Regions from separate parts of the Mus musculus genome. Here all the other regions are linked to region 1. Evidence: chromatin contacts called from public Hi-C and Micro-C data. All regions are on one chromosome and are shown on one strand. Each heading gives the region's core, a stretch centred on a gene start, on an enhancer-like site or on the middle of the called end of the contact. The rest is flanking DNA. Distances are from core to core; before and after follow the strand shown.

Evidence for each region. A called contact is a pair of places that touch in the nucleus more often than the background predicts.
Region 2: a contact with region 1 is called in a Micro-C map of embryonic stem cells, with 4 times the contacts expected there. The contact joins the promoter of Fstl1 here to the promoter of Maats1 in region 1. A contact is called at or near these places in 7 of 39 promoter capture datasets (the 3T3-L1 cell line, 3T3-L1-derived adipocytes, cranial neural crest and 3 more) and 1 of 484 Hi-C or Micro-C datasets (embryonic stem cells).
Region 3: a Hi-C map of the N1E-115 cell line shows a contact between it and region 1, with 4 times the contacts expected there. The contact joins the enhancer-like site here to the promoter of Maats1 in region 1. A contact is called at or near these places in 9 of 39 promoter capture datasets (the 3T3-L1 cell line, 3T3-L1-derived adipocytes, the HPC-7 cell line and 5 more), 1 of 15 datasets of contacts at CTCF or cohesin (pro-B cells), 2 of 484 Hi-C or Micro-C datasets (the Ba/F3 cell line and the N1E-115 cell line) and 2 of 115 datasets of contacts at active chromatin or transcription factors (embryonic forebrain and stem cell-derived neural progenitor cells).

The regions. Positions count from the first base shown.
Region 1 is chr16:38,339,945-38,344,368 of GRCm38.p6, reverse strand. Maats1 (MYCBP-associated, testis expressed 1) reads left to right here and starts at 2,509. Exons shown (of 17, transcript NM_001081025.1): 1 at 2,509-2,712. The coding sequence starts at 2,592.
Region 2 is chr16:37,774,741-37,779,164 of GRCm38.p6, reverse strand. Fstl1 (follistatin-like 1) reads right to left here and starts at 2,110. Exons shown (of 11, transcript NM_008047.5): 1 at 2,013-2,110; 2 at 1,815-1,871. The coding sequence starts at 1,871.
Region 3 is chr16:37,812,371-37,816,794 of GRCm38.p6, reverse strand. Fstl1 (follistatin-like 1) reads right to left here. Exons shown (of 11, transcript NM_008047.5): 3 at 985-1,089. Among named protein-coding and RNA genes, the nearest start is that of Gm41452, 35 kb to the left of the region's middle. Within about 2 kb of position 2,269, at least 176 of the 459 cell types and tissues checked have an H3K27ac peak or open chromatin away from gene starts, as enhancers often do. A contact at or near this core is called in 3T3-L1-derived adipocytes, the Ba/F3 cell line, the N1E-115 cell line and 2 more, where this site is marked.

The DNA.
Region 1 (4,424 bases), core at 1,260-3,759:
ATCAGAGTTCAAGGCCAGCCTGGGTCTCATAGCAAGGTCCTGTCTATAAAACAAACAAAAGGTCTCCTTTCCAGTGGGAGACATTTACTAATTTGTACTCACCAGCTTAACTCTTGTTTTAAGATGGTCTAATTAACTTATCCATTCGGGTTACTTTTTCCTTTTACCCTTGATGAATGAGTAAGCATTAAATTTCACTTTTCTTTCTCTGCCCACGTGCTTGTAGACTGAGATGGTTTATTTTATATTAAGTGGACATTAAGAATACAAAACATGGGCTGTTGAGATGACTCAGCAGGTAAGAGCACTGACTGCTCTTCCGAAGGTCATGAGTTCAAATCCCAGCAACCACATGGTGTCTCACAACCACCCATAATGAGATCTGACGCCCTCTTCTGGTGTGTCTGAGGACAGCTACAGTGTACTTATGTATAGTAATAAATAAATCTTTTTAAAAAAGAAAAAAGAATACAAAACATAACGCAGTTATTGTTTCCCATTTAATCCCAAGACAAACATTAATAAGATATTCCCTAGAGAAGAGCTATGGTAAGATGTTAAATTGAAGGGCCTGAGAGACAGCTTAGTGGGTAAAGACACAAGTCACTGAGCCTGATGACCTGCCTTCAGTCTCAGGACTCAGATGGTAGTATGCAGTTAACAACTCCACACATGTACTATCGTGTGTGCGTGCACATAGTATTTGCATGTCTGCCTCTGAATTTAAAAAAAGGAAAAAAAAAAGCTTTCCATTTCCTCTGGGAAAATACATATCATACAATGTTCTCTGATTTCTGGATGCCTGGAAAGTCTGAGTTTTACCACATTTGCAAGCCAGTTCATATGTGATGGCTGAAACTATCAAACTCCTGGGCTACAGATAAAGGACATTTTATCACTTGCAGCAGGGCATTATACAAGTTTCCAGAATCTCATTTCCCATGGGCAATGTGAAAAAGACCAAATAGTACAAAATTCTTAAGGACAAGAACTAAGAATGTCTCACTCCCTTTGGCTTAAAGGGCAACACTGTCTCTATCACTGTCTCTATCACCCATCACTCTTTCCTACTCAGAGTCAAGGACAGACAGTGGCCCCTCCCTTATAAGACAAAGGGAATCAGCCCCTGTGTAGAGTTCTCTCAACATGATTAGAATTGGGCTGGAGAGATGGCTCAGCGGTTAAGAGCACTGATTGCTCTTCCGAAGGTCCTGAGTACAAATCCCAGCAACCACATGGTGTCTCACAACCATCCCTAATGAGATCTGATGCCTTCTTCTGGGGTGTCTGAAGACAGCTACAGTGTACTTACATATAATAATAAATAAATCTTAAAAAAAAAGATTAGAATTAACTTTGTTAGTGATAATAGCGAGATTATTTTGGACTAGTGTGTATCTCAGTAGTAGAGTGCTTATAGCATATGTGAGACCCTAAATTCAATTCCCAATGCCACAAAAATAATGAATGAATAAATAAATGAACAATATTAGTTCGAGGCGTTGGCTAATTTTAAGGTAAAATGATACTATGAAATTTCTTTTTAAAAGAAGAATGGATCATGGGCAAAAGCTGACCCATTTCTGCCTCTCTAGTTTTCATTGCAGGATTTATTTATTTATTTATCTATTTAAAGCAGAGACTACGCATGCACCATAATACCAAGAGCAGCAGCCTGGAGATAGAGTTCCTATTACAGAAGCCAATGTCCGCTTTTATACTGCTCCAAGGCCCAACACACAGGAACTTGGATTTCTCCACCTTGTGGAAAGAGGCTTTCAGAAATGAAAGTACCGCCAGGCTTGGTGGTGCACGCCTTTAATCCCAGCATTTGGGAGGCAGAGGCAGGCGGGATTTCTGAGTTCGAGGACAGCCTGGTCTACAAAGTGAGTTCCAGGATAGCCAGAGCTACACAGAGAAACCCTGTCTCGAAAAACCAAAAAGAAAGAAGGAAAGAAAGAAAGAAAGGAAGAAAGGAAGGAAGGAGAAAGAAAGAAAGAAAGAAAGAAAGAAAGAAAGAAAGAAAGAAAGAAAGAAAGAAAGAAAGAAAAGAAGGAAAAGGAAAGGGAAAGGAAAAGAAGAAATGAAAGTACCCAATTCTAGCAGGTGAAGAGATTTCCCATGGATTTCTAGAAGATACTGGCGGCAAGGGCGGTCACTAGCAAATAGCTCTTGGTTTTCTCAAGTAGCCCTTTCCCCAGCATCTGACGTCAGCTCTATTGGGCAGAATCCCTATCCCTTAGCCTCTTCTTCCTGGCCCTGCTTCTTTCCATGCTAGATTTTCCCTTTCTCTTGACTATTCCCTTCCAGTACCCAGCTCCTCAGGTCGCCCCACGTCTTGCCTCTTCATTCTGCCAGGTTTGTTCACCCTGTATCCCAAAATCTACTCTGTCGCTCCTTTCTGCCTCTTCAAACTGCCCCCAGAGCCTTTCCCCCTGCCCTTTCACTTCTCCGCCCCGCCTCCCCGCCTCCTGAAACTCGCCCCGCCCCTTATCCCTGCGTGCTTCTGCGGTTGCCATAGCTACGGTGTACACAGCTACCAAGCCTCCCATAGCTGTTTTTCTGCTGGCGGGAGGGAAAAAGGCAGCACCATGAGCCAGACAGTGACCATCCAGGAACCCAGGCCCAATGATCAGAGGATTCCGTATCAATGCAGAGAGGTGCGGAGGGCCAAGGGCGGATTCGCCAATCGAACGTACGATTACCTGTACGGTAAGGACTGCCCACTCCTCCTGGGAGCTAATGTAACCTGGTAGGGTGTGCTAAAAAACAAGCTCCAGGACAAACCCTCTGGCTCTGGACCGCACAGGTGGGAGCCCTAAGTCCCAAGTACGCTGTGGGCCACGCGCTCTGCAGCACTTCGGAAGCCACAGGTGTGCGCAGCTTCTCCAAGTGCCAGACGGGGGTCACCCCTTTTCCCTCTGATAATTTAATCTTCCTGAAACCTAGTCTGGTTTCAATCATTCAGGTGCACATTCATAAAAGTGTGAAGTGAGCCGGGTGGTGCATGCCTTTAATCCCAGCACTTGGGAGGCAGAGGCAGGTGAATTTCTGAGTGCGAGGCCAGCCTGGTCTACAAAGTGAGTTCCAGGACAACCAGGGCTACACAGAGAAACCCTGTCTTGAAAAAAACCAAAAAAAAAAAAAAAAAAAAAAAAAAAGAAAGAAAGAAAGAAAGAAAGTGTGAAGTGATTTGCAGAGCTGGAGAGGCACGCAATGCATTCAAACACACATGTCCAGTGAAAGTGATAGTGATTTTCCTGCCCCAGGTTCTGACAAATCCAAATTTGGGGTTCTGGGTAAAGAGGTTCCAGTTGGCTTCATGTTTGTTTTCAGTGGTTTCCTCCTCTTCCTCCTCCCCTCTTTCTCCAACCTTCTGTTAATCAAAACATTGTTGATAAACTCAGTGCACCCATTCCCCTAGGACCAATTAAATTCCGGTTTATGTTATGCCCTGATTTTCCATTTGTGGTCTTCCTCTCCAGACCTTAAGTTCTGGTTCACACATGTCTGTCATCCTCTTGAGCCTATTACAATACTGTACACAGTATTATGTATAAAAGTGTTAACTAGACTACTGGATTTATACCACAACAAGTGCAACCATTTAAGCACGATGCTTTCTTTTTCTGATTTTTTCCCTCTGTAGAAACAGGCTGTCACCTGAGCCCTGCATAATTTTCAGCCTTATGGTATTTCCTTTGGATCTCCAGAATCTCTTCTGAAAACCTGTTTTCTTGGATTGGGCTGTGTAATTACCGACTGCATGCTCTCTTAGTTAGCTTTTCTATTGCTGGGACAAAACATCATGATCAAAAAGCAAGTTGGGAGGGAAAGGGTTTATTTAGCTTACACTTCTACATTGCTGTTCATCACCAAAGGAAGCCAGGACAGGAACTCAAGCAGAGCAGGAAACTGGAGGCAGGAGCTGATGCAGAGGCCTTGGATATTGTTGCTTGCTCTCTGTGGCTTGCTCTTCATGGCTTGCCCTCCATGGCTTGCTCAGCCTCCTTTCTTATAGAACACAGGACCACCAGCCCAGAAATGGCACCACCTACCATGGGATGGGCCCTCCCCTACTGATCACTAATTGAGAAAAGGCCTTACGTCTGGATCTCATGGAGGCATTTTCTGAACTGACGCCCTTTCCTCTCTGATGACTCTAAACTCAAATTGACACACAAAACTAGCCAGTACAACACTTCCATCTTAGGATCTTATTGCTGTGAACAGACACCATGACCAGGACAACTCTTAAAAGGAAAACATTTCACTGAGGCTGGCTTACAGTTCAGAGGTTTAGTCCATCATTGTCATGGCGGGAAGCATGGCAGCATCCAGGCTGATATGATGCTGGGGACAGAGCTGAGAGTTATATATACATGCTGATCCACAGGCTACAGGGAGAGACTCTGTGTCACACT
Region 2 (4,424 bases), core at 861-3,360, 560 kb after region 1:
TTTAGCCCTAGCTGTTATGAAACTCACTAGGTAGACCAGGCTGGCTTTGAACTCACAAAGCTCTACCTGCCTTTGCTTCCCACGTGTTGGAATTAAAGGTGAGAGCCACTGGCTAACGGTGTTGAGGGCCATCACAAGGATGGAGGAGCATTCTTTAACCAGAGTTAAAAACCGAGGCTATTTCCTCCACTCAAAGAAAATGGCTGAGGGGCAAACGGGGCTCAAGGCGTATCTGAAAGGTAGAGGGAGGGGGTCACATACTGATCCACTTCCAAAGCTAATCAGTTATCTGAACACGGGCCATTTAATGAGTTTCCTTAACTTTGTTCCCTGCTCTGTAAAACGGAACTAACAAAGCCCAACTCACAGGGCTGAGAGGCTTTAAAAGAAATGCTAGAAGTGATCCGAGCAGACACAAAACACTTGGTAAAATCCTAAGCCCTCATGTTTGTAAGCGGGCCAGGTAGTGATGAATTGTCTGGAGTCTGGAGCCAGACGGCTTGGGTTTGCATCTTGCCCTCACTACTATAACTTATTTTGTAAGTTGCACAAACTTCCCTGACTCAGTTCCCCTATGATTAAAGTAGAATCTTAATACAAGTAGTAGCTACCTAATAAATACTTGCTGCTTTTATTTCTCTAGAAATAAAAATAGACTGCTTCTACCTCAATCAGTGATACAGTGAATTAAAGGAACACACACCAGTACAGTGTGTGCGTGTGTGTGTGTGTGTGTGTGTGTGTGTGTGTGTGTGTGTGTGTTTAAAGTCCTGAAGACTGTGTGCATTTATTAATTCTGGGATTGACTCAAGCTGTGATGCAAAGGGTGGGGCTAAACTGTAAAGTGAAAGAAAAACTCTGAGGGGCTATAAACCACCCACCAGGGAGCTATTTCTTTTGTAATGTGCATTCCATTTCTTCTCTCTCATGCGTTTTAATTCTTTCCACATTTCCTGCCACAATTATCAAATGTTTAGTTTCTGACCTCACTTTTCTGGAGACTGGAGCCCAGGGAATTTAGAATTGTTTATTTTCTGTCCCTAAACCTTTGAGTTAATGGAGGGGCTTGTGCCATAGGGTTTGTTGGTTTGTTTGTAGTGTCTCAGGAAGGTCACTGGAGTTGAAAAGAAAACAAGAGAGAGAGAGAGAGAGAGAGAGAGAGAGAGAGAGAGAGAGAGAGACTCTACATATTTTAGCTGGAAACCAGAGGCCCCCAAAGGGTAGAGCCGCAGATTCCTGCATTTGCTCAACCGAGTTTAAGGGGAAATTTGGATTATAAAAGACTCTTATAGGGCCCAGATAATAACAATGACAACAACAAAAATCCAGGACATTTTACAAAGAAGAAAATGCATTTCAGGAAATCTCAATTCACTCTATGAAGAAGAAAGGAAATTTCATTTTGCTGTTAAAAAAAAAAACTTTTAAGTGCCCCCCCCCCCCCCCCCCGGCTAGGAAAGACTTGGAAAGAAAAAGTCCGTAACTATTCTGTTTCCTCTGAAGTGAACAGAACTCAAGGCGCCTTTTTGAACTCTGCGGCTGCTCTGGCCGCCGCCTCTGCTCCTATCCACCCAGTCTGTCCTCTCTCCCCACTCCCCAGCCTCCCTCCATATTAGGCGTGGTGGGGCTCCAGCTTTTGGCCCAAACTATTTCAAGAATTGAGATCTAAGTTTGTTAGGTAGAATTTCTGCTCCTAGCGTGCCAGAATCCCACTCCATCGTAAGGCTGGGGGACCTTCAGTCCCACCCCCAGAGAGCATCCCTAGAGTGCACACTCGACCGCTGGGGCGCAAACCCCAGAGACCGGTCACCTACCTCGCCGTGGACCAGGGCGATGGTCACCAGCGAGAGCGCCAGCCATCGTTTCCACATCTGCGGAAGAGAGAAGAGGGTGAGAGTGAAGGCGCTGGGCCCCGCTCAGACCCTAGAAACTTCTTCGGGTCCCACAGATTCATCCCCCTCCTCCCAGCACCCTCGGTGCCCGCAGCGGCCCGGCCTCTGCACCGCGCTCACCGTGCTCGGGTCCGGGACTCCGGAGGACACTGGGCAGGGTGGCGGCAGCGAGTTAGAGGCGAAGGTGGGAGCGTCGCTTATCACCAGGCTCCGAGGAAGTCCGACCTGGGCTCGCCGCCCCTTAAGACCCCTCCTTCCCCGCCCTCCGGCCCCCCAGCTCCTCCCTATTCTCCTCCCCTTCTGCAGCGCTGCCCCCGCGGCTCCCGCTGCGCTCCCTCCTCCCGGCCCCCGCCAGTAGCCCAGGAGCGTCCATGCACCGCAGGCATCCCCGTCCTCTCCTAGACCCCAACCAAGAATCTTCAGATATCTCAAGAGAAGGCACTGGGTGTCCGTGTCTCAGGGGACCCTGAAACAAAGGCGGGGGAAATCACAGAAATCCCACGCCCGGGAGGGGCGCTGGCCTGCGGCAGCGGGGGGGTGGGTGGGGGTGGGTAACAGAAGGAACTCGCTGAGGACTGCAGTGACAACCAGATGGACAGTACAGTGGGCATCCATGCCAGGGCTGGGACTCGAACCTAAGCATCCCAGAGCCACCCTTCCTTGTTGAAAGGGAAAAGGGAGAGTAGAGGATGTGAAGGTATTACTACAGCCCAAGAAGGAAGCAGGCATAGGAGCCCAAGATGGGCTGGTGAGCAGAAAGCTACTTTGCGGTCAACTGTGGGTGTACTAGGGAGAGGGGGCAAGTGCCCTGCTCTGCAGCATTTTTATATGCTTCCCTCCAACCCAGGAACTCTAACCCCTCTCCATCTCACCAATCTCCCGTTAGCACCTTGGCCATTTCTGGAAAAGTCCCTCTTTGAGCCTTTGATCTCCACCAGTGTTTCTTTCCCCAGAGGTCTTCAAAGGTGTGCCGCCCCTATAATAAGAGTGTGGATCCCCAATCTCTTTCCTGCCCTGGCTTCCCTATCTCTGGCGGTCAAAAATAAATCTCTGTGTGACACATTTCAACCTCTGGTTGCCGACTCCCACTTTCTACCTGCTCAGCCCATTCTTGACAGCACTGAAAACTAACCGCCATGTTCTTTCGCTCTGGGGTTTAGACAGTACCGTGTCACATCTTCATTCACTGAGATACTTCATCCACTTTCTTCTCCCACACCAAATCCAACCTTTCTGCCTTCCTTGTAAGCACTCCATTTCACCCCGTGGCCGAACCTTTTCGTCTTCTCTTCACCTTCTTTGCCACACACCCCGATGCTCTCATCATACCAGGTATCATGGTGTGCTCTGAACTTGTCTTAGTTTATCGTCTACCGAGGTCTGCTGAATACCTACAGCTGAAGGTTTCAAAATTATGCCTAAATTCCACACTGAGATAGCCCGAGTGCTACACAGATGGAAACAAAAATGTAAACTCTGTTATGGGTCATATTGGAATGTTGGCCATGGCTTTAAAACAGCAGGGGCTGCAATGGGTTTGCTACTGCTGAACCCCAGAATCAAACACACCCCATAGGTACAGGGAGAGTTGGAAAACCTGCTTGTGTAAAAATTAGCTGCATGAAAAAGCAAAATTAATGAATAAAAATAAATAAATAAATAGTCACTGCCCTCTATACTTAAGAGGGGTGTGCTAGTTAGTTTTGATTGTTGAGTTGACATAGCCTGAAGCTAAGAGAAGAATTGCCTATTAGACGGGCCTATGTCTGTGGAGGCATTGACTTGATAGTTGATGTTGGAGGACCTAGCCCACTGTGGGTGGTGCCATTCTGTAGGCACCTGGTCCTGGGCTAGAAAGCTAGCTATGCATGAGCCTGCAAGCAAGCCTGCAAGCAGCATCCCTCCCAGATTTCTGCTCCAGGTTCCCACTTGGGGATCTTTCTGCTGTGACTCTCCTCAGTGATGGACTGTGACCTCTGAGATGAAATACACTCCCCCTAAGTTGCTTTTGGTCGATGTCTTTTATCACAGCAACAGAAAGGAAAATAGAACACAGAGAGAATGATGCATTCTTTGAAGCTCAGCAGTCAGGTGTTACATGCCTTCCTATTTGTTGGATCAAGATGAACAGAGCATAAATGCCCCCCATTGGCTACCCTGCCTGTCATTGTGCTAGATTTGAAGAAATGAGCTTGGATGTACTAAGGTTTGCTTCTGTCCTCTAATAACACCATTGTGTGCCCTCAAAACTTCCTGTGCTTTTCCCATAGGAGGGCTGTCAACATAGCCTAAGCGGTTTCTCACAGATATCTCCTGCTTACAAGGAGGCCATTTCTTTACGGAAAGTCTCTTGATTGCTTTCAGAACTGAAAATGAGTTTCTTTGCATCTCTTGCTTGCCCTTTTCTTGACAACAGCTTGGGGGTAGTAGAAAATACTTAAGTTTGAAGTCAAAACCAACCTGGCTTTCTATACTGGCATTGCACTTACCAGCTGCTAACCTTTGCCCTCTCCCAGCCTAGGTTCTAGCATC
Region 3 (4,424 bases), core at 1,020-3,519, 530 kb after region 1:
ATTCGTATGGAAAACTACACAATTCTTGCTCCTTCAGATGCAGCACAAAAACAAATAAACCCAAAATTCAAAAGGTAGAAACTATGACAGACTAGAAACTAGACAAAATATTGATGTACATCCTTTCATGACTCATGCGTCCCTCTGTCCATCCTACCTCACCGATGACTGCATCGTAGCACCCCTTCCTCTCTCAACCTCAACTGTACCCTCCTGTACACCTCTCTGTGTTATATGTGTGGTCTAGGATCCACATGGGAAGGAGAACATGCGTTTTGTTTTTCTTCCTGAGCCTGAATCATCTCACTTAATAGTACACCTTCTAGGTCCATCTATTTTCCTACACATTTCATTTTTCTTTAAAGATAAATAATATTTCTTTTTATATCATTTTAAAAACTATTATTTTATGTATGTGAGCGTACTGTCACACCAGTAGAGGGCATTGGATCCCATTACAGATAGTAGTGAGCCCCTAGGACCTCTTTGAACTCAGGACCTCTGGAAGAGCTGTCAGTGCTCTTAATCACTGAGCCATCTCTCCAGCCCTGAATAATTATTCATTGTCTATATGTCCCACATTTCCATCATCTGTTCATATGCTGATGGACAACCAGACTGGTTCTATTTTCTTGTTAACATCATTTTTTTTTCTTTTTTTTTCTTTTTCTTTCTTTTTTGGTGTTCATGTATGTATTGAGGCCAAAGATCCATATTGTGTTGTCCTTGGTTGTTTTCAGTATAACTTTCTGAGATAGAGTTATCACTATGCCTGGAGCTCATGATTTGGCTGGAATGGTTAGTCAGTGAACTCCATGGATTTGCCTCCTCTCGCCCAGCACTGCGGTCAGTGCCTCCTGCTGCCATGCCAGTCATCTGTGTAGGTCCTGAGGCTGTGATGGCAGCAAGCGCATCTCCTACTGAGCAAGTTCTCAAGGACCCCCTAAACAGTCAGCACCCCCCATGCCTGACACCAGGACTCACCTCAATGCAGAGGCACGTGGGCTCCCCCTTCTCTGTGACGGCACATTCCCTGCCAGCTCCACAAAACACATTGGCGCAGATCTTGGATTTGCTTCTAGGTTCCTCCTAAAACACAGATCATAAAGGATGCCACGTTACTGAGATGAGCCCATCACAGGATGAAACATTGGTGGTAATGACCTTTCAGGCTTGGGGCTTCCGTGTGCCAAAAGTTATCTTTTAGCATCAGACTCACAGGCATTGTTCTGGCTCAGGTACAGGCACTGAAGATTGTTCCCCTGTGAAGAGTGACTTTCTTGCATCCTTCCTCATTAAAAAAAAATACGGTTTGAGCATTTGTGATAAAGCCAGCACTATGCTAAGGGCTAGAGCTACACAGGGCAATCTTTGATCTCATGAACTCTGTGACTCTCAGGGAGGAACACATATACGGAAGGGCCACAGTGGGTGCTCTGGGGAGCAGGGGTGTATGGGAGAATCAGATGGCCCTTTCTGAAGATTCCACACCTTAACTGTCTCTTTAAGGATGAGAAGTCTAAGCTAGGAAGAAATGGAAACACTGGAGACACATCCAGACATCTTAACACCAAGGTATTTACTGCAATACCATCTGAAAGGACCGAAGGATGGTCACCATGTGGATATGCTATGATATCCAGCCACTCTCTGTGTGTACCCAGGCTACAAGATGAAGAGGACCAAACCCACTCCAAAAAGAGTATGGCCCCCAAGCTTCTTGCTGGTCAGGTTTCCTGTTCAGACAGATGTTACAGAACTGCAGGGAGAGGAAGGTCTGTATGCCACATGTGGATTGTGATAGGACCAGTTTGTTGGTGGTACATTCCTTTACTCCCACGACATTCACCCCCCAGCTCTGTGGTAGTGGTGGATAAACAAAGACAGGGATTCCCCCGGGGCCTCTGTTCCGCCAGGCTGGGCTGGCTGAATCACCCAAGGCTTCCAGGCCTTAGACGACTGGGCTGGAGCTGGTTACAAAACAACAAAGACAGAAGAGGCCTACGAATGACTTGGGTAACAGCAAAGTCCACATTTCCAGCCCTTGCCTACAGTGTATCTAAAGAACTCATACCTACAAGGCTTACTGTAACAGTAAATGTTTTAAACGGGGGAACCAGACACACACACACACACACACACACACACACACACACACACACACACACACACACACACACGGAAACAAAGTAGAGGCTTGAGAGGTGATGGGTCCATAATAGCTGCTCTGCTGCCACTTGGAGGCTGCTCTGCAAACTCCAGGTTATTCTTGTCTCCCATAAGCCCCCTTGCCTGCCATGCAGAGCTCTCATTGGTCTAGAACTCATTTGCATGCTCAGATCTCATTGGCTTAAATGCTGTTGCTAAACTAATTTTTTTTTTTAAAATGTTGCTAAGGAGAATTCAAAAAAGCTGGCAGACAGTGAAGAAAAGAGGAAGTAATTCCCAGAAGGGTGGAGGATGGATTTAGATCTTTGTTTCCTAAACAGAGAGGGGGAATAAAATTGAGCAAACTCTTCAGACAGACAGGGCTCTCCCTCTTGTGGGAGCTGTGTCTCCGAGCAAAAAGCAGAGCCAGAAGGGAATAGAAAAAGACAGTGCTGATTGTTATAAAAGACAATTCCAGTGGCCTCTTCAACTTCCCTGAGCTGAACACTTTAACCCCTGGGCCTATCACAGGAGCTGAAGATACACAAATGCACAAATCAGTGAGCTTTGGCATATGTCTGCATTCAAGGAAAAACTCAAATGTTCCCAGTGTGTACTTAACTAGTCCCTCTGATCCTTTAAACTACACATCTCCTCGTCTGTGGGGCAGGAGAAAATGGTGGGTGGGGGAGGGGGCGAGCATGATCAAGGGGACACCTTACAGGGCTGCTTGCAGAAGATCCTGCCGAGTTCAGAGCCTCATCTTGTCTCATGTGCATGTTTATTGTTTAGTTATTGGTGTGTGGGAGGGGCACACCAGTCAGGGCAAGTTTGTGGAGGTCAGAGGATGGCTTTTTGGGTGTGTGTGTGTGTGTGGGGGGGGTTCTCTTTCCATCGGGTGAGTTCCAGAGATTGACCTCTGGCCCTCTGGCCTGGCTACAAGTGTTTTTACCCAATGAGCTACCCCCTCTTCTCTCCTACTGTGGTAAATATTCCTAATAAACACTATTATGTGGAATCTGAATTCAACCCAAGTCATTTGCACAGGTAGCTCACTGACGTTATGTTTGGAGGAGAACACCTTTTTCTTTCACCCTAACAACTAGTACTTGAAGAGTGCAATTAAAAACGTGAATGTTTTCACACACAGCATTTCACCTTACTGCATGGCTAACCTGAGAAGAGCATGCATATGATTATTAGCTCCATTTTACAAACGAGCAATTTGAGGCCCCAAAAGGTCAAATAATTTGCCTAAGTTCCCCAAACTAAAAAGAGAGAGAGAGAGAGAGAGAGAGAGAGAGAGAAACCTCTATTCAGCCCACGGGTAACTAAGAATCCATTTGTAAACACCTGGCTTCCCTCAAAGTGACCTACTATGGTTGGTGCTACTTAAGCGCTCTATATGTTCCTAATTCCAGAGTCATATTATCCCTCTTTTACAGGTAGGAAAGCTGACTTGAGAGGCCCAGTAACAAAAAGCGATAGAGTTGGATGTTCCTCCAACCAAAGGCAAATGATTCCTTTATGTTTGGTTGATTCTTACATCCGTATGCATTAAGGTTAGGGAAACTATAATGGGAATATGGATGTTACAATAGCAAGTGTAAGGCGTTTAGATCCCATATGCAGCACTCATACCCAGCCCCCTTCTTTATCTGCCACGAGTATTCTCTTGCAACCCCCTTCCTTGGGTGCAGACATAAAACATTGAAGGTTAGAATTGTCTTGAGAATTAACTGAGCCGCGCCATGTGCTGTGTAACAGGAAGCGACTGTCACTACAGGGGGTGATTTATTTTCAGTTTCCCCTGCGAAATGATGTCACTGTCACCTTGGACTGTCATGTCCCCATTCTTCCCTGTCTCATTGACAGTGGAAAGGTACGCCAGTGCCGAACTGACAGGATGCAAAATGCAAAGGGCCCAGCAACCCCTGGAGGGCCTTTCATACAGCAGAGATGGAGGAGGCTCTGGTTATATAAGCGGTCTCTTTGCAGGTGATATATCTGTCAATAGGTGGCAATCTCTCTCTTTGTCTCACACAGCCCTGAGCCGCATTGCAGAAGAGCCTTCCTGGCTGCTGCAGCCCCGCTCTGTCCTTTCAGTGAGAAATACAGGCGTGAGGGAGAGGAGGGTAGACCCGCCAGGGACACAGGCAGAAGGATCTGCCAGTGTGGGAAGGCTGTCTATTCTGTGGTGCTCAAAGCCATTCCGTCACCTCCTCACAGTGAGTATGCTTGATTACAGACGTCAAGGTCAAAAATGAAGGGCACTT